Regions from separate parts of the Columba livia genome. Here region 1 is linked to region 2. A link is a contact called in public Hi-C data. All regions are on one chromosome and are shown on one strand. Each heading gives the region's core, a stretch centred on a gene start, on an enhancer-like site or on the middle of the called end of the contact. The rest is flanking DNA. Distances are from core to core; before and after follow the strand shown.

Evidence for each region. Hi-C and Micro-C count contacts between places; a contact is called where the count stands out from the background.
Region 1: a contact with region 2 is called in a Hi-C map of liver, with 6 times the contacts expected there. The contact joins the enhancer-like site here to the promoter of BRDT in region 2. A contact is called at or near these places in 2 of 2 Hi-C or Micro-C datasets (crop and liver).

The regions. Positions count from the first base shown.
Region 1 is chr8:25,027,965-25,030,664 of bColLiv1.pat.W.v2, reverse strand. No RefSeq gene overlaps it. Among named protein-coding and RNA genes, the nearest start is that of ZNF644, 23 kb to the left of the region's middle. Within about 2 kb of position 1,369, at least 1 of the 3 cell types and tissues checked has an H3K27ac peak away from gene starts, as active enhancers do.
Region 2 is chr8:24,742,950-24,745,755 of bColLiv1.pat.W.v2, reverse strand. BRDT (bromodomain testis associated) reads left to right here and starts at 1,411. Exons shown (of 18, transcript XM_021292480.2): 1 at 1,411-1,644. It overlaps LOC110361442 (a long non-coding RNA gene), which reads right to left. Exons shown (of 6, transcript XR_010474378.1): 5 at 473-591; 6 at 1-7.

The DNA.
Region 1 (2,700 bases), core at 120-2,619, 280 kb before region 2:
CAGCTTCCATATCATGTATATATTTGACTGCAGCACGTCAAATACAAAAGAACTGTTTTTCTCTTCAGAAGCCTGCTTGTTCATTCCATGCATTACTTTTTTACCAGCAGATGGCAGTTTACCATTATTTTAAATAGGTTCCTTCGTTAATATCAGATGTTTTAAAGTGGTTAGTAAAAAGACTTGAGCTCATTTCAAAATTAATTTTTAATTCTATTTCCTTCCGCATCATCCTGTCTAGAAGAAGTAATCAGGAGAGAGCTGTTTGTTTCAGTTTACAGCCCTGCTGTTGACCGAGGCTAAACATTATCTATGCAGTTACCTGACAGCAAGTTCATCCAGCACCAGTGGGCATTATCAAGCCTCAAACATTCACGGCTGCAACCATCCCCCTGAGACACACTTTACACTCCCTAATTCCCAGTCCGTGCTTGGGGAGCTGCACACAACATTACTTACACCAGTAGCAGAGGCAACATGAAGGATGTGACTTTCTACAAAGGGCCTAGTGCTTTATTTACTGCTGTGTTGCTTGGACACTGAATTTTAGGTAACAAAGAGTTAAAACTACCATCCAGGCAATGCTATGCTGCCTCCCGCACTGCAGCTGAAGAGGACCAAGGGCACAGGGAGTCTGTGCCAGGAGATGTAGCCTGCAGGGCACTTTCAGAAATCCTGCTGCCACCCAAGGCCATCCTTTAACCCAGCTGGTGGTGCAACTATGAGACCTTCTCCCCTAGCCTAACAAAGGGCTGAGAACAAGAGCTTTGCTAGCGAAAAACTCCAGCTGGAAACACAAGCAAAATGAAGGGATGGGTCTGTCAGTCCAACGCTGCTTCAATGCCTGGGCACAGATTCACCCTGGGCATCACCTGCCAAGTGCAGCCCTCGCAGGCACAGCAGTGCCATCCCCATCCTCAGGCCAGGCACCAGGGAGAGACTCATGCACCAAGAGCCTCCCTCTCCACTGACCCTGTGCCAACACTGCTCACTCTGTGGAGCCCATCTTCCCACCCTGCACCAACAGCTCCCTCCTTTGCGTCAATATCAGCATTCAGGACGACCCGAGGAGGCAACACAGTAGTAGCTCACAGTGGATTTATTCCCTCGTCCAACTCTGACACTCACCACAGCACACAAATGCTTTTGACAGCATTAGCCACAGAGGTTTTTGCTGGATTAAAGCAAGCCTGTGACTCCAGGTTTCTCACAGCAGCACCAAAATGGCAACAAAGAGCAGAACTCCTCTCCCCTTACAGCAGAGGCGTGCCAGCTCCACCTTTCACAATGTATGTCAGGCACACATCAATTTCTGCCAACTCTCCAGCCACTGAGCACAACAGTTAAGTTGAAACAGACTGTACAGAGAGCGGGAAGGAGGAAAGGGCTTTCCTCACCTGCCCATAGGCTGGGGACAGACTAGTTTTGTGGCTGGGCTGGGATTTTATTCATTTGGGTTTTGTTTTGCTTACGTGGCAAACTGCCCTTTCCCTAGGGCTGCACAGCTCCTTTCAAGTCCTGCAACTTTGAATTTGTGTTCCTTGTATTCTTACAGTGAAGTGGCAAACAGGAGATCCAGAAATCATTTTGCATCTGTTAAAGACTTAAAGCTAAAAGTTCCAAAACAAAGAGTACTGATACACACCAGCCTGTGACCTGTCTTGGGAATGCAGTGTTTCCTTTTACAAGCAGTCCTGCATAGTCTCTTTCTAATGATCTGCTGAGAGACTGAGAAATTCACCAGTGGCATTAAATTAGAAGTTGAAAACAACAGAGAGAGCAAGTGTGTTATACAAATACACAAAGGAAGATGAAACACAGGGGAAAGACAAAGAAAATAAAACAACATTTGAGAAAACAGGACAGCATTATAGTGTGGGGAACAATAGGACAGATGTATACATGGCATCAGATGCAGATTGACCAGGAGAGATCAATAATGTGCCAAGGGGAACAGTTCAGCGGTGGTGGGGGACAGACTAACAGGTCTTTTCTCTCTAACGCTGAAGATTCCTGAAGATGCGGGATGTCTGGTGCTCATCATGAAGTCCTCATGGCCAGAACTGCACTTACAACACTGATTCTGTTACAACAGCCTTTTGTTGGAACAAATAGCAAATGGAAGCATTTATGAATCACATAATGATGCTTTAGCCTTTGATAGTTCCCAAACAACCAGGTAGCCAGAAAATGCCTGCCGATCAACCTGTCTTCCTCGTGTGGGCAACTGCATAAGCAAAGCCGATGTTCAAGTGAAGCTGACACCAACCTACCAACTTTTGTTTCATCTGAGAAGTACTTTAAATAACATTCAAAGTAGGTTTAACATCAGTTATTACTTTGTTAGCTTATTGCATTCCTAAGATAATGGATTTCAAAATTGTATTTTCCAGTTGAAAATTAAAGAGCTACTTCTAGGCTTCCTACCTTTTCTTTAATAAAGTAAGATTCAATCTAGTCTCAGAAGTTGAACATTAATATAGAGGAGATTTGCTGTCATCTCAGTAAGTATCAGCAGCAATCAGTTACCATTCCCATGACTTTGCCACCCAAACCTCACCTACTCATCTTGAAAGGCCGACTGGATTTCCTATACCCACACGCCACCCTCATCTTGCAGATACTCAGGGATACCTACTGCTGTTGGACCCCAGCTCTTCTGCTCTGCTTCACAGAGCGAAAGCAGGTTTGTGCCTCAGG
Region 2 (2,806 bases), core at 162-2,661:
ACTGAGACTGCAGAGGCAACAAGGAATACTACAGTATTTTTCAAGTCTTTTTTTCAACACCATATTTAACAAAAATTATTGTAACACATTCTTTTTCAGTTTATTTTAACATCAGATACAGAAAGCTGGTGATTTATTTAAAACTCAGTTTTTTAAGTGATTACAAACCAAACCAGTCTGATTTCCATAGTGTTTCCCTGCTCACAGCATAGCCTAACAAATCCAGCTGACTTAAATTTTTACAAGACAAAAAGCAACTCAAAGGAGGATTAAGCAGTGACAAGCCAGAAGCTAAAGGCAGAAAGCAGAGTAAGACAGCAAATACATACACTTCATGGGCAACAGCTTCACCTTTCTTTTGATAGCACCCTTCCCACCTCATTGTCCAATTCCATCAACAGCAGCAAAACCTCACTCTCCCAGTGACTGTCTTTGAGTGAAATCACACAATTCAACAAATCTCAAGACCTACCTACAGAGAACTGCACTCCCCTTCCTTGCTTTTTATCATTGAACAAGGCTTCTATCACTTGCTCTGCTTCAAATACAGGAATAATTTCCATCTCAGTAAATATATCCCCTTCCTGTCACCTGTAAAGAATAAACTTTGCATTACTCACTGTCAGCTCCATAGAGGTGGCAGAGGTAGCAGCTGTTTGCTACTTTCCTCAACAGCTTCATCCATATGGTCCTAACAGATTGGGCTGCTTAAGTCAGAATACATGCTGGTTCTACCTAGATGTTTTAGATTCTATACCAGTACTTCATGCTTTTGCCAGGAAAACAAAGAATTCTAAGTAATGTTGGCCTAGCAACCAGGACATCTTGCTAGGGAAAAAAAAAAAAAAAGAAGAAATAAAAGAGAGGGAAAAGCAGGCAGATCAATCACTTGCATGATAAGAATCCAAACAGGTTTTGGTCTCAAACTGACACATGCACCTGAGTGAAACAACAAGCTAAACAGAAAACTGATTTTTGTACTACAGCATGCAAGGGCTGAAATTTGTAGGTGTACTGAGAGAGACAAAAGCTTAGCCAATAGCCAAAATTCAAAACAAGCTGTCTAAATTCCAATTCTTTGTAGCTTTAATTACAACAAATTGAATTTGTTAGAAAACAACCTAGTCCTCACACTTACGCCACAGCAGCATTGCTAAATGCATTTGGTTTTTAATTTAAGCCATGGAACTTGACAGTAAAGGAAGGTGTGAATACTGTAGAGTCCTTAACTAGAGACACTATTTATGCACTCCTCTTATACCAGAACATAGCATAACTCAGGATAATTGATAAAACATGAGCATTACCATTATCTTGAAGCTTAAGACTTTGAAGCTGAGCTAAGAAAATGAAAACAAAACTGATCTAAGTATAACCACTCATCTTTTTGTATCACTCCACCACGTTTTATTGACTAACTAGTGAGTAGATCTGCTGTAAGTAAGCAGCTGTTCCTGTTCTATACTGATAACTTTCTAATGAGATGGCTGATAGGGCAGGTTTTAGTAAGGGTTACAGGTGTGTGCTGGAGAGCAAAATGAGGGAGGAAGCAGACTATAAAGGCTCCCCTGGTGTTCTCTCAAAGCTCTGCTCTTTGTTTCTTAGGTGTGGAAGAAATGAGTTGTGTCTTTTCTTAAAATAAAGGTAAAAACAAGTCTGGTCTGCTCTGAGGGTGGCAGTTCAGTTTTGGATTGCCTGAGGCTGGCTGGTACTGGTAGCAGCTGTAAGTCAGTGGTTTCTCAGGATCTAATATTTATGTGGGTTGTCTCTACAGCTAATGTTTGTTTGATGTAACCCATGAGAGACCTTAAAAATAATGAAATGCTATTTTATGGGTGTCTGTAGTTGTTAGTGGTCCTTCTGAAAGAAAAGGTTGTGCTGCTTGGAATAAGAAGACTGTGCTCGGTTCTGGGTGGCCTTGATGTGTTAGCTGGGGGGACTCAATATTGTTTATAAAATTTTTGTGCGATAATTGACTATCAGCTAAACCTGTTAAGAAATGTTCTTGGTGCATGGAGTTTAGTAGCCTGTATGCTGTTATGTGGTATGCTAATATTTCTATGAACTGTTGTTCCTGACTAGTAGGAGGATATACATAGTTCCTATGTTGGTGTAGTAGCTAGAATGCTGAGCTACAAGGGGAAACAGCCACCTTTTCAGTAGGCTGGCTAATACCTGCTTTCAGGGAGCTATCAGAGACAGAGAATAATATTTTCTTAAAAAAAAATTGTTTTGATTATCACAAGATGTGCTATTTTGCCAAAAGCCTTGACTTATCTCGTTGTGAAATTTATGGAAGTTATTTGCTTTTTACTCTAAAACTGTAAAACATACCTTTAACAGGTTAGCCAAGAGTTTCAAACTGGGCCCTAGGGAACCAGTCAAGGTTTCTCATTTGGGACCTGCCTCAGCAGCTCAAGGATGCACAGGGCTGGGAAGGCAGGGTTTGAAAAATATCAAGCAATCTAGCTGATTGGAATCTGATCACACTTTAGCTTCAGTACACAAATTTTTATTTTTAAGCTAGATAAGAGTACTGTGTGATTGAGGGGAGCTCAGGTGGGTAGTAAAGGAGAGAGTGACCCAAATGTAAACCCTTTTTTTGTCCTTTAGAAGATGCGGTCTTAGCTCTTTGGTTGGCATGGAAGTTAGTTTCTAAAGCACAAGTTAAGTTTTTTAGAAGCTAGGTGTCTAAGCATAAGACACTGTTACATACAAAAAACTTAATCTCCTGGTTTCTTTAGGCATTATTGATGCCAAGTTTGAGCTGCTTTAAAGACTCTACTGTGCTAATTTATAAAATGTT